Regions from separate parts of the Gasterosteus aculeatus genome. Here region 1 is linked to region 2. A link is a contact called in public Hi-C data. All regions are on one chromosome and are shown on one strand. Each heading gives the region's core, a stretch centred on a gene start, on an enhancer-like site or on the middle of the called end of the contact. The rest is flanking DNA. Distances are from core to core; before and after follow the strand shown.

Evidence for each region. Hi-C and Micro-C count contacts between places; a contact is called where the count stands out from the background.
Region 1: a contact with region 2 is called in a Hi-C map of skeletal muscle, with 13 times the contacts expected there. The contact joins the enhancer-like site here to the promoter of gpc5c in region 2. A contact is called at or near these places in 3 of 6 Hi-C or Micro-C datasets (skeletal muscle and tail fin).

Annotation. Positions count from the first base shown.
Region 1 is chr3:2,555,846-2,561,941 of fGasAcu3.hap1.1, reverse strand. No RefSeq gene overlaps it. Among protein-coding and RNA genes, the nearest start is that of LOC120816070, 7.7 kb to the left of the region's middle. Within about 2 kb of position 4,686, at least 2 of the 9 cell types and tissues checked have open chromatin away from gene starts, as enhancers often do.
Region 2 is chr3:2,408,979-2,414,966 of fGasAcu3.hap1.1, reverse strand. It overlaps gpc5c (glypican 5c), which reads right to left and starts at 1,841. Exons shown (of 9, transcript XM_040171824.2): 1 at 1,270-1,841. The coding sequence starts at 1,447.

The DNA.
Region 1 (6,096 bases), core at 3,437-5,936, 140 kb before region 2:
CCTATTGCCAACTAACTATGTATTTATCATTAAATATTTATTTTAAAAAAAATTCAAATACTTGGGAAATGAATGATTGTAATTTTGTCAAAAAGATACAATATATGTTTATATTTTAATTTGAATCATGTATTTTAAAACTGCTTCGAGCTATTGTAGCATAACAGTATTGAAAACATCTCCTCAAAGATAGATTTTTGGTTTCGGCTGAGTTGTTGGAGTTTGATTACTTTTTTATTTTTAATTCTTTGTTGTGCTTTTGTTTTTCACAATTAGTTTTCCAACTTGTGATTTTTTAATGTCTAAAGAAAAAGGACCACTTTAGTTTTTGTCACACTACATGTAAGATACACAAAAACCTACGTGTATACGGTGCATTCTCAAACATACACCCCCCTCCTCCATGCACACACACACAGACACACACACACCAATGGTTGAGGATGTGCTGCTGGCTGTTGTGCAGTAGAGAACAAAGGGATTCATAAAAGAAACAGCACCAGCTATCAATAAATGTCATAACAGCGGTGCTCAAAGCTTTTTCCTTGGAGGATGGAAAGTGTGAAATGACACTTGGCCGTGGGACAACGATGCACTCGGACATTTGTTATTTAGATAATAACCACAACTATACAGCAGTTATAGTCACGCACACATGCAAACAAACAATAGTACAGAGTTAACACACTGACCTTCTGATATTAAACATTGACCTTTGAAAGCTCTCTGTTCTCCCAGCATGCGTCATCAGATCAATAAAAATGGCTGCCAGGTGATGCTTGAAGCATTATTGGCCTGTAGCAGGCTCAATTACAGGGTACACACACACACACACACACACACATTTATGCTTTCATAAAACGCAACAAAGCGCATGTCAAATTTGAAATGTCAAAACTTTGTTCTGCACACAGAATGTGCGCCGTGTTGGTAATTACTCCTGTATTACACACTCTCAAAACACACGTTCACTCAGCATTGACTTGTTGACCATAACTCATTTTTTATCGGTGCTTTGTTTCATGTTGTTAATCATGAAAAAGCAATTAACAACAATTTCCAAAATCCATCTCCCTCACTTTATCCCTCCATTTGGCCCCTTTCTCTGATTTTTCCCTCTCATTCCGTGTCTACACCCACACGACCCGAATGCCGGTAGCTCAGTCATCTGCCATCATCTGCTTATCCAATGAGAAGCGGCGACAATTACCTCAGTTTTTCAGTCAATGATTTCTCATTTTGACCAAACTCCCCAGATCCTCAGCTCATTGAGGGCTTGATAGATGACCTGTCAAATATGCATGTGTTTGTGTGTGTATGTGTGTGTGTTTGTAGAGCTTCTCCGGGGCACGAGACAGGTGCAATGAAAACTGATTTAAAGCACCACTGGGTCAGAGTCCCCCAGCACTTTCATTCCTGAAAAGCTGAAATCTTTCACAGTGACGGCATCTTCATCAAGTACTCCGTTTTTTGAATTTTCTTTTTGCAAGGAAGCCAATTCAATGAATAAAACAAAGCGGTGGTAACTTGCATTCAATAATCTGCTTCATGCAATGTTTTTGAATGCACACACAGTGAATGACCCTCCCGCATCACTCTTGTCCATGTGTGGATATCAGTGCACCAGTGGACACAGTGGACTTGCAGCAGCATGACGAGCAGAGCTGTGGCACTGGAAAAGGGAATGTTAGTGTTCAAGCGGAAGAAAGTAGCTTGATTTGTGTGTATTTCACAGAGGAGCTATAAGACGTGCCTAAAGCTGGCATGAACATTTAAATAAAATCATGAGGCAGCCTGAGGAGGTCTTCGCTTAGCTAAAATATGGTATTTTGTTTTCTCTTTTGAAGGTCTAATTGTGAGTGGTAATATTCATTTCTTGTCAGTACAAAGATGGATTTCATTTTGAATGCATACGATAAAAGCAATCTATGACAGTACACAGAGTAGTGCAAACTTAACAGAAATATGTACTGTATTAAAGTACAATTGACACTATCACTAACCTGAGCACACTTCTACAACATTATTAGTGGTGGTGGGCACAAGGAAAGCCAAAAGACAATCCAATTCCCGAGTCGCTGCAATACACTATCAAATGCTTTGTTGACACAATCATTCCTTAGCGGGGGCGGGGGTGGGGCTGTGTCCTCCACGGGGGCGCCACAAATAGCGCCATAAAGCCTTTACCTGGGTCTCCTAAGACCCCGTGCAGACGGACTCTAGTTTGCCTGAACCCGGGTTGATTTTTCCCACCTACCCACTTTTTAAATCGCGTGCACATGAACCCAGTGCATCCGATTGACTCCGCTGTAGTACATCCCCCACGCCTGTTGGTGGCGCTTTAAGGTGCTACAGACAACTAAAGAAAACGGAGGGAGAAGACAGGAGCATGCGTATAAGACATGCGCGCCGCATACAAACGAAAAGAACTGACGATATTCCCGTAGTGCGCATTGTAGACTTGTTAGCACACTCAGCAGGCACGTTGTTATGAAGTGACGCATTGGGGTTAATAAGGGTCCAGCGTGAGGTCGCATTCAATCACGTGGGGCAATCCGATTAGGTATGCGGATAGCGTGCAGGCGAACACCAACAGCAATCGGATTTCGAGTTTACTCACTTTGGACCCCCGATTCGAGGGAGTGCGGATACAGTGTGCGGATACAGTGCATTCGTCTGCACGATAGGGCTATGCGGAGACGGGGTTCACCGTTTTCAGGCAAACTAGAGTCCGTCTGCACGGGGTCTAAGAGGCCTGCAGACCTACACTGCAGCAGATCACCCATATTGTCCTCTTCTCTTGTCCTGACAAATTTCAGCAGACGTCAGACAGCTCTAGCCACGTCCGGCGCTGCTCCAGAAGCAACATGACGGCATAGAAGGCCGGGGAAGGGAGGGGGGGGGGTTCAGGGGTTATTATGGATTGGTCGACGTTACAGGAGACAGAGTGAGTCCCCGGTGTGTTGCTCAAATGTCAGCTGGATCCACAAAGTGTCATCGGGAATCGTTTCAAGCCGTTGGTGGTGTGTGTCGACACCGATTATTATTTAGTTGCCATTGTGTGTGCAGTATGAGAAAGGTATGCCCGTTGTTTAAGTACTCAGCAGTGAGTGAAATCACATCCATTGGCGCCACACCGCACTTTGATTTTACTGCTGGGATCGGCCCTGCTGCGATGCCACAGCGCCACCTGGTGCGGCAGGACGCGCAACTGCAACTGGACATGGCCTCACTTTGACGAGGCTGAATGAATATGCTGCAAAAATAGTTTGCGGTAATTCGAAAGCGTTCTTGAACGCAAAAAGAAATACATGGAAAATCTGACATTATTTAGCTTAGAAAATCTTTAAAAGAAGAATTTCATTGAGAAATTTAGGTCACACTCTGATTAACAAATAAACTAGATGTGAAACAGCAACATTTTGCAAAGTCCATTTTAGATCCTCACACTATAAAAGCGAATGTAAAACTGGGATGTGGTCAGAGTGCAGTAGATTACATGGAACCTTCGCAAATACAGTTTATGAAATCGTTAGTCCGACTTGAAAAGAAAAGCAAGCACAATGACGGGCAGTAAAGAGGTGACTTTTCTCTCTTCTGTTAATAAAGATGTTATTATGTAAAAGCATTCTTCTTCTCGGTTTCCATTGGTGGCAGGCAGGCTGATCTTTGCATTACTGCCACCTACTGGTTCGGATAATCCTCTGCAGATAAAAACATGTATATATAATAAAAAAGTCTAAAGATAAAATATATTATATAAATCAAGGAATAAAACTTTCTTGTTTCACAGTTTCAGGTCTTGTCATTAGTCCTCGATCATTCTCCCTTTAGTGTTATTTGCTTAGACTCTGAGGGTTCTAGGGTTCTAAGGTTCTAAGGGTTCCAGCATCAAAAGCAGTCAAGTTAAACGTTTTGAAGCTGCATGTGTCTTGTAATATTTGCTGTGACCGAAATAGTTCAAAACCCCTTCCAAAGTTCACAAAGTGTTTCTGAACAAGAAAAAAAAAAAAAACCCAAAAGCAGTGAAGTAATTTGTGTGTATTTTTTACAGTATAAATATTTCTAGGAATGTTTCTCAGCCCCGTTTACAGAATACTTTAAATATTTCAATATGATTCAAAAACCAAACCCAACACTGAGACCTTCCTGACATGGCGGCATCACGGCAGCTGGGAACTCGATCGGTTCTACCAGGTTCGTTAGACTTCATAACAGATTACATAACAGATCTGGGCGACAGTGGGTGAGTGGGGAGCACGGTCGTCCTCCAATCAGAGGGTTGACGGTTCGATTCCAGGCCTGGCTAACCCGCATGCCGATGTGTCCTTGGGCAAGACACTTAACCCAACGTTGCTCCTGTAGCTGTGACTACAGTGTGTGGATGGTAGTTACTGATGGGCAGGTGTCACTGTGTGTGGTTCTCCTGTCATCAGTGTATGAATGGGTGTGAATGGGTGAATGATGTCACGTAGTGTTAAAGTGCTTTGAGTGGTCAGAAGACTAGAAAAGCGCTAAACAAGTACAGTCCATTTACCATTGATCTCATCTTGGAGTAGAGTCTTAAATAAAATGAAAGATTTGGAGTAATTAATTACAGTATAATATGTTCCCTAGCATAGTATATGCATAATGGGAGTGGGTGTCTTATTATTAATATTATTTGTATTATTATCTGGATCTGTTTATGTGCGTATATTTGTTTATATGTTTAGGTTTATGTATATGTGTGTATATGCATATGCTGTGTTTATGTGTGTATGCATAAGGTCTGTATATGCATGGGTATGCATACGAAGCCTATATGTTTGCATATAATCATTGTAATAGATGGTTGATTTTTAATGCATATCTTGAAAATCAATGAACAAAAAAATGACGTCCCTCTAATTGTTATATATTGTGTGTCCCTCACTTTTTTATTTTGGAGTGATACAATTGTTGCTTGAATGCACTAAGACCCCACTGGGTGGCAGTATGTGCACATGCTGAGAAGCTCCTTCTAGTTAGTCATCTGACAGAGGCAATGATGTGAAGCCCTTGATCTCAGATGCAAGTAGCGATGTAAAACCAAATAACAAGGCGGCTTGATAATGTAGGAAGAAAAGTGGAGCGGGAGCGAGGGGCTTTAGTTCAATTACAAAGGAGATCAGAGAGTAACAAAAAAAGGTGACAGAATATGTCTGGCGAGCCAAAAGGCAAAAGGGTGCAGCTCACATTCGCAGCCGTGTGAACAGTCCCTGCCAGAGCTGAACTTCCGGGGGGACACTGAAAATGACAACTTGCATTTTGAATATATATTTAAATTCTTGGCATTTTAATCCGAAAACATGTATTCTTTCTGTGATCCACACACCAGTAGTCGTAATGAAGCAGCAGAGACAAAAGGAAAATCACTTCAAGAACTATTTTTGTTCTATCGAACATCTCCTTACTGTAACACTATACCCATGAAGGATTTTGTAAATGTTCTGCACTTCTCCACAGAATTATTCTCAACTTCTTCAGCTACTGGAATGGATTCAAACCTTTTATATAGTACCTCATGTTCTAATGTATTTTTCTGAGACATTGCAATGTAATTGCCTGCCAACATGTTACCATAAACCGCTCCAGACGCGCAACAGCAAATCGCGATGCATTGAGCTGAGGAGATATTACCGACAAGTGTTTTAGGCCCTTTCGAGGTGATATTTCAAATACGGAGACCCTGTAAGGGTCGCGGATCGGTCGCTCACGAGAGTGCAGTGAACCAAAGGGCCGAGCTGAAAGCCAAACGGATGAGAATAACTGTGGCGCAGTCGTGAGCGCTGGCGAGGCGAGAAGATGAAAAGCTTCAGACACAATCAATAGCTGGCGATGTGAATGTGTCTCGCTGTTTGTGTTTATAGAAGCAGAAGGAGGAGGGGGGGGGCTGCAGAGGGATAAATAATCATTTCGGGGGAAATTGAACGATACAATTGTCTCACTGCAGGGAGGGAAATGGGCCACATAACCTAGGTAGAAATAAATTAAGCAGGAGATTGATCATGAAATCCATTTGAAGTGGGATAGTTGAATCTATTCAGACACAGTGTGTCTTTGAACGGCCCTGTT
Region 2 (5,988 bases), core at 592-3,091:
ACTGCATGTGACACCCTTGCAGCGAGGATTCTGGTCCGGCACCTACTGCAGATAGCTGTGCACTCATCTACTGGCGTGCGTGTACAGTAAAGATTCACTTAAATCTTTGACTCACAATAACGAAAAAATGAGATTCATAGCAGTTTTAAAAAAGATTTAAAAGGAAATAACTAAGGCTAAAATCATAATGATAATTCAGACTTGATTGTATGAAAAATTGAAATGGTTCCACGTAGAAGAAGTATGATACCCTTTGTTAAGATTGTGTGCAGTCTCTTGCAGAAAATACTTTAAAGCAAACCTCGCATAGTTGTACCAAAGCCTAAACCAACTCAAAATGCATTTTGCCTCCAAAAACCGATTTGAAACCATGTGTTTGTTCTTGTAATATAACTTTTTTCTCAGCGTGGAGAAAAGCACAAGCCACAAAATCTTCAAGGCATTCGAAGTTGCTTCCAAGCATCGCTCAAACAAAAATCTGAAGAAAAAGACAATCGGTCAGCAGACGCTAGCCCTGTTCTGGGAGTTTGCACAGTACAATTTAGGGACTAAATCATCCCGCAAATCGAAAGGGGCCAAAAGAGTTGACCAGTGCATGGAGGCTGACTTCTGCATGTCAATCTGAAGATAACTGATAAATCACTTGCCCTGTCTAGACACAATATTGCACCCCTAATCCACTGTGTGGGGCCTTGTTCTCGTTTGGAAACGCTGCCTCAGCAATTTGTGAATGCGCTGGGCAGCTTCTCCTCTAAATAATTATGTAATCTCTCCAAACGGCCAGCTTGCATGATAAGCAGCTGGATGGCATCTGAAGCTGTGAATTGTGGAGGAAATCAGGAGGCACAAGTATGTATCACACACACACTTCCCGAATGGCCTCACACCGTACCCAACATCAGACAGATACTGTGGTCAATGCTTTAAAAAAAGGTCTCAACGATGAGGAGAGACACTATTACAAAAGGGAAGACGGGGAGGAATGTTGTCTCTCGGCCTTTCACTGTTTGTTACTTAAGGACCATCACACTCCATGACGGCACAGACGCACAGAATAGTCATAAACAGGCGACATTCATGGAAAACTTTCGTTTTTTTGATTGGGTTTATTGCCATTACTTTTCAACACATTGGGACGCCCGATTGCTGAAATGCCATCTTTCTTTCTTTTTTTAGATAAAATGCAATGTGATGATAAAATGCCTGCGGATCCATTAACTAAACTGTAACCTCCCCATGCGCTCTCCGCTCTGAGGTCGCCAAACTCACCTCTGCCAGGTGTCTCCGGTACGCGCTGCGGGGGGCCGACCTGCCGCAGCTGGAAAGCGGTCCTCACTTCATGACAGCTGTACGCGTCCACGTCGATCACGTTCACCGCGAACACGAGCGCGGACAAAATCCATGCGGAGCCGCAAGAGTTTACGCGTTGGCACAATCCTCGGGACATTGCCGCATCTCACACCAGGTAACCCCTGTGGATGTCTGTGCTGGAGCCCGACTGCAAGCCGGGTGATGATGGGGTTGAAAACAGGCGGCACTCAAGTACAACGAAGCGACGATGAGTTTGAAACATCTGACAATCGTTTCTGGCGGATTTTTTTTTCTTCTCTTTTTTTTCTTCACATCATTGGTTGAGATGAGTGGGAGCGCATCACGGCGGAGGTTCGGGGTCTTCCCTCGGACGCAGGAGGAGGTGGAGGAGGAGGAGGAGGAGGAGGAGGAGGAGGAGGAGCAGGAGGAGTGGTGCGTGCGGGCTAAGGGCAGTCCGTCCCGCGCGCAACACTTTTCGCTGTGGTCGGCTCGCGCGCACTCCCCTCCCTCTGTGTTTACTTCAGCTAAGTGCCCCAACTAGGAGGCACTGCTTCCCCAATGGGATCGAAGGGGGGGGGGGGGGGGGGGGGCATGGTCAGGAGTTTTATAGCATTTGAAACCAAGTATTTCACCTTTTGTATTAATACGGCAAACAAAGGCAAAATACTTAAATACTTTATTCAAGGAATCATTATTTAAACCTTTTTTTTTATTTTTTGGGGTTTCTTTGTGGAAGTTGAATATACATCACATGTTACAAACGCATTACTTAATTTGCAAACCCCTCAAATGTACATTTCTTTGTTTGTTTGTCAAACAAAGCCAGATATTGTTCTTATTTCAAAATGAGGGAGACGCTATAAGGCAATGCCACAAAAAGAAGAAAGCGTCTAAAAGGTTGAAAAGGGACCCATTTGCAGCTGGTTCTCCTTCTTTATCATGATTTAGGATAAAGAGGGGTTGAAGGCCAAAATAAAGGCAAGGCCGATAATGATACGTGTATGCTTGTTGGGATGAGCTAAAACAGGACAAAATATCTCCTCTGTTTTTCTGAGTACAGTTATTGTGGAGTTGCAGCACTCCGGTGCTTTATGTGGCTTTTGCTTAAAAGTGACACTTGCTATTTGATGCCTGTCGCCGCCATCTACTGGCAGAAGTGACTAGTAAAAAGATCTTTATGCTTTACGGTTTGGTTTGCTTCTCACAGTATCACACTCCTCGTAAAGTGAAGAGTCAAGTTTAAGACACATGTTTGTCTATGTACAGTGTATCCCATCAAAGCTCTTGGTGGGTTCAACCCCCCCCCCCCCCCCCCCCCCTTCCTAAAAAGAGTAATTAAATAGTGGGGGGCATGGACCTGCCGATTTTGAGACTCAGACATCAGATCAGCAGCATTACCAACTATAAATATTGAATTTGCCTACAACGCAGTACTTTCTAACAATGTTCCCATGCAACATGACAGGATGAGTCACAATTTCAAGTGTTTTGTGGCGCCACATTTCCAATTATAACTACAGTTCATGTTAAATACTACCCTCTCCTGGACAGACACAGTCATACACAGATAGTCAGTTGGGCCTGCAGGTCCTTCAACGAAACTGCTTTCATAGTAGACCTTTTTCAAAGCAGGCTGGAAAAAAAACAGAATTATTTATTAACATATGTGATTTTTTTTACTTACTACTTTTCGCGGTTTTCTGACCTCATAGTATACCAGCTCAGGACAGGACGGGAAGAGAGAGATTTACCCTCAGTAAGCTACACGTGGAGCCCACCCCTCTAGCTGAGCAAGAGCAACCCAGAAGTATCAACTTTGTCCTCAGGTCTCACGGTTACAATGATGTAATCCGTGAGACCAGAGCAGGCCAGTCTGTGGAAGACACCTGTAATACCTACAACTCATCAATAATGAATCAATCAGATCCACCTGCTGATGTGTCTTTCTGACATGATGCAAATACCTCAGGGCTCATTCTCCACTTCTCCAGCAAACAACTATTGCATGTTAAAAAGCCAAAGAGCAAACTAATTAATCAGCAATGTCAGCACTGTTGTGTTCAAAATGAAGAAACGCCGGACGGACAAAGGACATCGCGGATCGAAAAGTTAAAATCAAAAGTATTTAATAGAAGAGAGGGTGTTGACCATCCCTAGTGCCCGTCTGCTGTCTCCACCAGCGAACTTGAGAATAATGGTTGCCTGCAGGTATTTATACAGATCCGTAAAGGTGTGAAAGTTAATGTCCACACCTCTGGGAGTGGTCTCCTGGTGAGTTCAATGTAACTTTTGAATTTCTCTCAGTCAATATCAGTATGCATGCATTTCAGTTGATTACATTAAATTGAATACAATCATAGCTGTACATTGATTACAGTTTCAAAATTACAGTGGTTTTACAATATTCTCATTACTTTATTGATTACACAGTTCCATAATCATGGCTGTATTCTGGTGTACACTAAATGCATTTTATTAATTTATGAACCGGGTCGTCAGTTTATTTCTAATATCCTACAGCACACATCTTCATTTTAGGTAATGGTTCCAGACGTCTCCTACTCTTGCCTGTTAGCAAACCCAAAGATATCTGGGAGGGGCAATATGAGAGAGATAAACTTCTGCACATTACCGGTGTGGTGGTGACAGCATGCTCGGTGAGTCAGAAGGGACTGTGGTTGGCTAACTGGGATTGAAAAAGATATCTGGAAAATACCAACGAGGCGCCTTTGAGGTGGTGATCAAGTGTATAACACTTATGGCAAGAAAGAAGATCTAAATAGTTGTGAGACCGAATGCATTTGGAGCTGGGGACGAAATGCAAATGGTATTTGAACACAGGGAGCAAAAAGGAAGCCATTCTTCTCACATTATAAAGTGCAAGACACATGCGGATGGAGCAAGTATGGTGTAGTTGTTTGTTTGTATATATTTATTGACCTTGTGAACAAGGTTAGTTAGCACGTAACACAGACCAAGCGATAAGAGCAAGTCGATCGTTGACGTTAGCATACCAGCTAACGGACACCAACACTCGACCTGACAGAATCCACCACCTCTTAACCTTTAGCATGAGCTAACGTTGCTAACGCTAACCACAGGCCTCAGTTTGTTTTCACTCATAGATAGTACTGTTAGTAAATACATCTACCGTTTATGTTACAGGTGTTAGCAATTTACTTCTATGAGAATCCGATTCACATTCACAAGTTCAAAATGGCAGCTACAGACTAACGTTATTGGTCCGACCTTAGCCTTCACGCACGGAAATTGGAAAGAAGTCCCCAGGGACAAAACCCTGTCAAAACTCTCTCAACAAAAATATTGCTTATTATTTCCTTTCATCCCGTCTTATTGGCCCCACTCTTATTTGCTTTGTGTAAGTCAGTGTGTGTGTGCGTGTGTACTTTGTTGTATTTCAAAAATGAAGAAACTCCAGACGGACAGAAGACATCTTGTATTGAAGAGTTAAAATCAAAAGTATTTAATAAAAGAAAAGGTGTTGTGCTAAAAAGGACATATTAGCTGAGGAGCCGCTGGCCATCAACAGGCCACAGGGCCCATTGACCCCCCCATAGTGACTGTCTCTTGCCTCCACCAGCTAACTCCTAGAACAATGGGTGCCTAAAGGTATTTGTGCAGATCAGTAAAGGTGTGAAAATTAGTGTCCACACCCCTGGGAGTGGTCTCCTGGTGAGTTCAAGGCAACTGGGATTTCAGTTGTCAAGTATTACATGCATGCATTTCGGTTGATTACATTACATCGAATACAATCATAGCTGTACATTGGTATTATTCTATTGATTACAGTTTCAAAATTACGTTGGTTTTACAATATTCTCCTTACCTTATTGATACATAGTTCCAGAATCATGGCTGTATTCTGGTGTACACTAAATGCATTTTATTAATTGTTAATTTATGAACCGGGTCGTCAGTTTATTTCTAATACTCTACAACTTGTATTTTATTATATTTCCTGAGCAACAATTAAATCATTCTTTCACAGAGATTTACTGCAGGCAGCAGGTCTCCTGATCATTCTGTTGTTTCTGATGGGCTAGCGTGTGAAGAGAAAATATGAGTGTTCTGTGTCAGAAATACATACGATTCAAGTGTTGCTGAACCAGCCAGTAGATGGCATCATTAACCCTTATTTTCAGAGTACCCACTCAGACACCCTTGATAATCCTTTGTGCAGGTTTTCCTCTAGAGGTACCATTACCATGGTTCAAAGTCAGGTCAATATGAGGTAGCGAGATGTTTTCTGTCATGTCCTACTCTTCTGAGGTGACAGGATGTAGCTATTTTCTCACCTGCCAAACCCAATTTCAAAGCCAGACCTGATATTGAATTAAAATCCTCCTCTATCCCTAGTTAGCAGTTGGTAGTAGGTCATCAGTCGCCGGCAGCATCCTCCATTTAACCATACGATCATATGATCATGAACATGACTGTGGTACCTCCGATACCAATTAAACCCATCCAATCCTTTGCCTTAGGCTACGGGAGGATGAAGTGGCTGCTGTACTCATGGCAGGGAATCCTTCAATCTGTGTCCTCACGCTGTGTCAGAGTCCAGTAGTTTGTAGACAATCTGTGGGGGGTTTTAGCCCATCAGTTCTGGCCCTGTAAACCGCGTATTTAAGGGGCTTACAGGGGGTTAAATACCCAAGA